Regions from separate parts of the Danio rerio genome. Here region 2 is linked to region 1. Evidence: chromatin contacts called from public Hi-C data. All regions are on one chromosome and are shown on one strand. Each heading gives the region's core, a stretch centred on a gene start, on an enhancer-like site or on the middle of the called end of the contact. The rest is flanking DNA. Distances are from core to core; before and after follow the strand shown. Region 1 holds the start of nfascb (neurofascin homolog (chicken) b). Region 2 holds the start of pm20d1.1 (peptidase M20 domain containing 1, tandem duplicate 1).

What was found. A called contact is a pair of places that touch in the nucleus more often than the background predicts.
Region 2: a Hi-C map of embryo shows a contact between it and region 1, with 1.8 times the contacts expected there. The contact joins the promoter of pm20d1.1 here to the promoter of nfascb in region 1. A contact is called at or near these places in 7 of 18 Hi-C or Micro-C datasets (caudal fin, embryo, hematopoietic stem cells and 2 more) and 1 of 4 datasets of contacts at active chromatin or transcription factors (caudal fin).

Annotation. Positions count from the first base shown.
Region 1 is chr23:20,792,584-20,796,645 of GRCz12tu, forward strand. nfascb (neurofascin homolog (chicken) b) reads left to right here and starts at 2,046. Exons shown (of 28, transcript XM_068216883.2): 1 at 2,046-2,319. It also overlaps the pseudogene LOC559664.
Region 2 is chr23:20,930,060-20,934,394 of GRCz12tu, forward strand. pm20d1.1 (peptidase M20 domain containing 1, tandem duplicate 1) reads right to left here and starts at 1,742. Exons shown (of 13, transcript NM_001037371.2): 1 at 1,499-1,742. The coding sequence starts at 1,712. It overlaps lemd1 (LEM domain containing 1), which reads right to left. Exons shown (of 6, transcript NM_001002606.1): 6 at 3,912-4,335.

The DNA of each region.
Region 1 (4,062 bases), core at 796-3,295:
TCAGAGTCCTGTGTTACTTCACCTCACTGATGGTCAATTTATAAAACTTTTCCTCAACATAGCTACGATATTTCAAAGAGTCAGGCGGAAATCTGAAATGGTTCAAGTGTCTTATGTCTTAACCAGCCTGATCTCACGAGAAAACGTAAGTATTTTACGTTTTGCCTGTTTAGTGGCTAATGATACGATTTTAAAAAGGAGGCGTGGCACCTAACCCCACCCCTAACCCCAACCGTCATTGGGGGATAAGCAAATCGTACTAAATTGTACGAATTAGATTGTACAAATTTATACGAATTAGCCACTGAATGAAAAAGTTACGAATTGCCGTGAGATTGTGTTGGTCGTAACGCATACAGAGTACTGCAGCGTTTTCTGTCATTTCTGGATGACCAGATTTTGGGAAATGATTGAACGTGATAGTGTGGACATGGGATGTTTTTAGGTGAAAATGCCATTTTCAAATAGATTCCTCCAAGTGTAGACATTTATATTGACCTTATTCTTCAATGCAAAAGTGCGCTCGTTTTTGTGATTGTTTTAGAACTTCTGATTCAGCCATGGGAGAAATGACCAGGAATATTAAAACACAGAAAACAGTAAAACTTCCTGCTCTACAAACAAGTGATTGCATGATTATACAGATAAAGCAAAGTCATACAGTTTGCAACATCAAGCAGCAAAACGAGCTGTTTTTATCATCTAAAAACGAATGAAAGTGAATGAGTCTCCAGCCAAAAAGATTCAAATGGCTGCGCCCGCTTGTATGTGAAGAATAAGGTAAAAAGGATTATGGAGGGCCTTGTTACAAATCAAAAACACAGCCATGTTATAGTACATGCACCATCAACACCATCATGCAAATGAAACACAAAACATTGTTTTATCCGTACATTTACATGGCAACAGGGGTTTGGGAGCCTGTACATTTCTAAAAGAAAATAAAAACTGTTATTGTCTCTACAGAAATGTGTAAAAACTTGTAAAAACCTTTCAAAAAACAGAATCTGTTGTTTAAACAGACTGAATGTATTAAGCACTTCTGCAATGAAACCACCAAAAGCTTGTAAATGTGTTTGGATGTGAATATGTATTATTACAATGTAATGTATTTATATATGAATTCATTTCTTGTATTGGTATGTCATTTGTCAAGGTTATGAAATTAAATAAAACATGCACTTTATGTGATTTATCCAAAAGCACTGATTGTCTGTCATGTAGTTAATTCAGAAAGAAGAAAATGAAATAGGGGTGCCATGGTGGCTTAGTGGTCAGCACTGTTGCCTCACAGCAAGAAGGTTGCTGGTTTGAGTCCGAGCTGAGTCAGTTGGCATTTCTCTGTGGAGTTTGTATGTTCTCCCCGTGCTTGCGTGGGTTTCCTCCGGGTGCTCCAGTTCCCCCCACAGTCCAAAGACATGCATTTTAAGTGAATTGAACTAAATTGTCAGTAGAGTGTGAATGCGAGAGTTTATGGGTGTTTCCCAGTACCGATTTGCAGCTGGAAGGGCATCCGCTGTGTAATACATGCTGGATAACTTAGCGGTTCATTCCACTGCAGGTGTTTTTTTATTTACCCATATTATATACTGAAAATGTAAATACTAGAAAAACTGAAAATATCTATTAAATGACAGAAACAAAATCTCATATTACACTGTATCTCACAACTTCTTCTTTTTAAATATCTAAGATTAAATTCAAGTAGCTTCAACCAATTATTTAGTAATAGTTTCTGACATTTTCATTCAATTTCCCTGTTCAAAATATGACTTATTTGTAAATTTTTTTAGTTGGCCCAACTTGATTTCATTGTCCAATCAACATTCAATCATTAATCAGTCATTTTTAGTCCAATCAACATAAGCCATTCTGAATGTGAATGTGATAAGGTCTGAAAATAACCCCATTTAACATTTTAAAAGTGGATTTTAGTGGAATTAAAATATATCTCAAGCAAGCATAGAAATTTTCACTCAAAATTGTGCGGTGTTTTTAAAGTGCAAACATGGTGATTTTAGTGTTGTTTTCAGTGCTAATAAATCAGTCACGTAGTCTCTGCTCATGTGACTAGCAGTGACTGACATCAGTCAAGAGCTCTGTTTGTTATTTTGGACAGAATTTTTCCTCTGAGAGGGTATTTCACTTCAACCTCTTCTTTAAGGACACTGGTGGACTCCTTTTCTAATATACAGTAACAATATTAAGGTGTTGTGTTGTGGCATAGAAGAGAAAACATGGACAAAGAACACAATTATGATGCTTTAATAAACTGAAAACAGACACAAAGGAACATTGACTGAATCCACTGAAAAAAGGGTAAGGAAGATCATTTTTTATTTATTTTAAAAGAGAAGAAAGATAGAAAGTATACACTTATTCACATATATGATTTTAGCAGAATTTATTATTTCACTTCTACTTTTGCATTTAATATTTTCACATTTATTTATTAAGTTTAATGACAAATCTTTCGTTGTTATCTGGAACGTCTTTCACCATGACTGGTTGTAAAAGCAGTGTGATGATGTCACTGTCAGAAACACAATGTATGTTTGATTATGGTGGCCGTTTTCTCAGGCTTGAGCTGAGAGTTGTGAGTCAGCTGCTTCTGAATTACTCCTGTCATGGAAGAGTGTCAACAGCGAAGACTATCATGCTAAATATGATGTTTGTAATCTTCTTTTTTACTCAGTGTATTTAAGAGAAGTACTCTAAAATAGATATTAAAACAATTACGTATTTAAAGTTGCTCATGAGGTAGTAGATCAATAGATAGAAAATATAAACTACAGCAATATCTCAAGAACACTAAAAAACATTGAATGGAATGTCTATTGTTTTGTTTTAGGTTAGCAATTATCATTCACCAACAGCTATTTAGAAAATAAACAAATATCAATGTGTTATTTGAAACATGCTATTCATATCTTTGATTTAAAAAAGGCTCTGGAAATGAAGGATAAAAGAATAATTTTGGGTTCCCAAAAAGATCTTTTTAGTAATTAGTTCTTTAAAAAAAAAAAACATTTTTTTTCTAAAGAACATTGTCATTTATTATTAAGAAACTTTTGAACTGGAAATGGTTATGAAAGTTAAGTGTTCTTCTTGAAACCATCAATGCCAATTTTAAAGTGTGTAAATCCCAAAATTTTGGAAAAAAAATAACGATTTAAAGCACGATTTAAAGTATTAGTTTTCTTTTTGGGTTTCCCATTAATATATGCTTAATTATGCTTAAAGCACCTTAATTGAAAGAAATGTGAAAAATGCTAATTGATTTGATGTCAATTGACTACCTTGATGCCAAAAACGACATCTAACTGACTGCTAACATATAAAATGTATCCTGTAATTTTGTGGACACCAATATTAGATGTCCATTTGATGTTGTTTTGACATCAAAGTAGTAGTTTACATGCATTGTAGGTACGAATACAAATTCTAGTGTACATTTGCAATTAAGGCTTTCAGATGAAAAAAAATAAAAAAAAAGCTTTCTAAAGTTAAAAATTTTAAAGGTAAAAATAATACCATTACTGTCTTTAAAAAAAAAACAAAGTTATATTTTTACTGGTTATACTGACTGGTTTAGGCCTAAATATCCAAGAATTTTCTTTTCGTCTCAGTCCCTTTATTAATCTGAGGTTGCCACAGCAGAAATATCAAGCCAATTTTCATTTTTTTACGTGTTTTTTCACATGTTGTTCAAGTTTTCTGCTGGGTACTATTGATAGCTTTAGTAGTTTGCTGGACTAAAATAGTGAACATTATAGTTGTCATTTTAAGTATGAGACAGACTTTATCCTGCATTAATGATTGATTGATTGATTGATTTCATTTGACAAATTTACCAAAAATAAACAAACGAGTCCAATTAGACTAATTCATACATATTTTTAAAACTGTCAATGATCAAATACACAAAAAAGCCACAGGCTTATTCCATTGTAAAAAATGAATGGGCAAATCCCCTGAGTTTTCCCTCTGAGCGGTTATTTTATTTCAACCTCTGCTTTAAAGAAACTGATGGACTCCTTTTCTATATGTAAATGATTAATT
Region 2 (4,335 bases), core at 492-2,991, 140 kb after region 1:
CAATATTTCACCAGATTACTTAATATTTTTATTTGGAAATAATTTATAATGTTAGATCAATTGTGATCAGTGGGAGTGCATCTCCATAAAATCATTATCATAAAACAATCTCTAAATTTCCCTGACAGTTTCATTGTGGTCTGTGCTGTTTGCAGTGCATTTCTGTATTTGTATGTGTTGCGAGTATTTTCTTGAATGTGTTTTGTCGATGATTGATGTTTAATATTTGCATCTCCATAAAATCTAATAAACAATCTGTAAACTTTTTTGGGGTCCCCCCCCCCCCCAACACATTTTAATTGTGGTCTGTGCTATTTGCAGTACATTGCTGTATTTGCATGTGTTTAGGCATGGAACGATAACTGATTTTAAGGTTATCACGGTTTGGAAAGGTCAAGGTCTTAAAACTGCCAAAGTTTTCTGTTATCCTATTCCTAAGGTATGTATAAGTTGTTGTGTTTTAAACATGTTTTTCACAACTATTTTATTTAGTTTTTTAGGGCAACATTTTAAATGTTTATTAAAATAAAATATATTGTGCTCAATGGGGGAAAAGTTTTTTTTTTTTACCCAGACATTTAAAAAGAACTTATTTTGGAGCAGCAATTACAATACTGTGACGTTTTTGTTATCATATCATCAGAATCTTATACTGGCCATCGATAAATATAATCAACCAAAAGATACAACAAAAATCTAAGAAACCTAAAACAGTCTAACAGTAAAAGTAAAGTCACAAATGACACAATGTCTTATACCTGTATTTTTTTTAAATCATACAATCATAAGCATCAAAAACTATTATAATACAAACTCAATATTTATCTTGCAATGTGACTATTGCGAACGATCATATCATATTGATGCTGAAACGATAAATTGTGCAGCTCTAGTTTTCATCCACTTTAAATGTTGACATATAGTGCTCAGCATATGAGTACACCCATCACAAATCTACATTTTAAATTCATATTTTTAATAGAAAGCCATGCAATATTATATTTGTGCATTTACATTAGATTAGTCAGCACTGAAGCCAAATCTGGACCTTATCTAACAAAATAACTTAGGATAACAGTCCAAAAACTAGTACAACCAAATTTATATTATAGAAAAATATGAAATACAAATTTTAAAAAAGAAGAAAAATCAAAAGTGAAAAGTTTAGTTGTATATTTGTGGGTTGTGGTTTTTGCATTATTTTGCTTAAATTTAATTGTATTATCTTTTAATTTCTAAATATGTTTGGTGAGAAATATTATTTTAATAAATATATATCTGTTTAATAAATCAGTTTTGTTTAAATGCACCAAAAAAAAAAAAAAAAACACATCGCCAATATTCACTGGGACATAAATACAAATATGCATTTTCAAAATGGGGTGTACTCAATTATGCTGAGCACTGTATATACACTAAAATCATTTATTAAATAATCCCCATTGAATCCTATAAAGAGTTATTAAAACATATTTCTAAATAAATTCTCTTTTCTTACCTTTAAAGTTGTCCAGTAGCTTCTCTTTTTGTTCTGGACTTAAATAGGGATAAATGGTGCTTGTATTTTCCCATTGACCAAGCTCTCTGTTCACTTTAAAAGTAAATGTTCTACCGATCACAACCGAAAACAAAATTAAAACTGAAAGTAGTAGGATTGCAAACAGTATCCCAAAAAACTTCAAAACAGTCTTCTTGGTGAATTTGGTCTTCATCTTTCAAAAGTTCAGCAAAAAATGACAATCATGTGTAAGATCAGGGTTCATATTTTTATAGCCTCACTGATGACGCAACAAAGGGGCCTCTGCTGGTGTGATATAACACCAATAACAAAACGTAAAGACCAACTTATCTTAGACCAACTTATTTTTTGGATTTTTTTTTTTTTGGATTAACAAAAAACTCAAATATTTTAACACTTAAAACTAATGAACACAATTTGAGTAACTATTTAAATAAGGTTTCTTCTATTTTTAGAAGCCATCTTAGAAGCGTCGAGCATGACGCCTGGCCCGTCTGCGTCTAGGAGGAGGGAGTCGAGCCGCCACACTGGCCTTCAGATCCTCTCTGTAAGTGCTAAGTTCATGCCAGTGTCTGCTGGGTGAAGCTGCAGGCTCCTGTACACGACGAGGGAGGAACTGTCTTAACACTGGAAAAAGCCTTTTGTCTTGCTCAAACCTTTCAAGAACTTCATCGACCGCATTCCCAAACAGGCCAAATGGAGATATCGGGGCATTGAGGAGGAAAATTTTGTCACTTTCCTTCAGAGAGGACAAATCCAGCCAGAGATGTCTCTCGGTGACAACCATTGCAGCCATAGAGTACCCAATGGCTTGGGCTGTTTGCTTGATGGTTCGAAGTGACAAATCAATGGCTTTGCGGACTTCGGTAACCGCTTCAGGACCAATGCCCTTGCCTGTGTCCAGGTCCTTCAGCAACTTGGCCTGGTACGCCTGTAACACTGACAGAGTGTGCAACGCACCTCCAGCTTGACCTGCAGCTTTATACGCCTTACCAACCAGACGAGAGGTCACTTGAGAGGGCCCTGGAGGCAATGTTGGGGTGCAAAAAAACGATGCGGTGGAAGGGGAGAGATGGTTCCCTAACGCCTGTTCCACCTTAGGCATGGCTACATAGCCATGCTCTTTCAACCCCACGACATTAGAGGAGAAAGACAGCACTGGGTGATATACTGGGGCCGCGTAAGGAGTCTTCCATGACCTTGACAACTCTCTGTGGGTGTCAGGTAAGAATGGAAGGCTCTGCTTTGAGGGGTGAGCTTGGTCTGCAATGATATACATCCCATTCAGCCGATTGGGTTTCTCAATGGGGTCTCGTGGCCAGTCAAGACTCAGTCTAGCCACAGCCCGAGTAACAACATCAAGCATCTCAAAGTAACCTTGATGCTTAGCAGGTATAACATGTTGTGCTGACCTGATGTTTAACCTTTTTGATGCTGGAAGCTGGTTCTCGTTTAGACTGGAAGTTGTTACAAGGTCCGGTTTCGCATCCAGAATGGGTTGCTCGGAGTGTGGGCGAGCACCTGCGGCTGCGCGCTCGTTTGCGGAGGCCATGCTTACCGCTTCAGCAGACACGGGGCCAGAAACACGGGGTGCAGATGCACGGGTTTCTAAATTGGTAAACACAGCCAGTCGGGACCGGCGCTTGGGTACCGTGAAACGCTGGCAGTGGGCGCAGTCAGAGCCTGCAAGAGCCGCCCGAGCGTGCTCTGCGCCCAAGCACAGAATACAAAACTCATGCGTGTCCTCCATTGCAATACGATGAGTACATGGTCTCACACATTTCCTGAACATTTTGATAGTAGCCATAATGTAATCACAAATTAATACGATGATAAATAATCAAATAACCTTGACAGGAAGGTTTTCTGATGAAAATAGAGAGCAACCGCCAATTTGGGGTCACCTGACTTCCGGTTGAGCCTCGGCCAATGAGATTGCCGTACATTCATAATATAAATCCATCACAAGCGACTTATATAAGTGTATGTAGAATAGCGGTCTTGCAGCCATTTTGTCTACGAAGTACAAAAATATAGTTTTTTTGATAGTGAAACGTGCGTGAGACAGGCAAGTGTATGGGGTTTGTATGCAAAATCAGAATAAACAGTGGGCTACCTGTTTTCCGTAGGTAAAACATTATTTACTAATAGTTATATTTATTTATCTAGCCGTTTAAAATGTTAGTGGGGTTTGGTTCTTAAAAAAAACATTAATCCCAAGTAGACAATTAAAATTTAACAAAATAGTAGGATTTGTAATACACAACCAGAATGTTTTGTATTTGCTATAAAATATTACTTTCCTACTGAATGTTTGTCAACCATTCCAAATAATCTTTCGACAACCCCTTAATAGGAGGTTTATTTGTGTGCTTTTATGAAAACACAAAGCTTTGGAGAACAAATTTATTTATTCACAAATAAAACCACCAAACACAAAGTAGACATTTAAAAGCAAAGTGATCATGACTTCTGTAAGACTGTAAGTAGAATGTGATTGTCTCTGTACAAGTTCAGGTATCTGTATCAGGATGGACAACAAGAGTATAAATAACCTCTGTAACTTTCAAGTAAAGAAAACAGTATAAAACACACGTCTGTATAAGATCAACCAGAAAAAAAATCCATGCAAAGGGCTAGCCGACAACACATCCTTTTTAAAGTTTTAAAACCCTATTCTGTCTTTCAAAAGCAAGCATGGTGGAGTTATGTATATTAGTTCCACTCGGTTCAACAAAAATCTCCTCTGACACTAGTTTATAAAAGATAATTTGAACGACATTTGCTGGACTAGACCCTGAGATTAAATCGACACA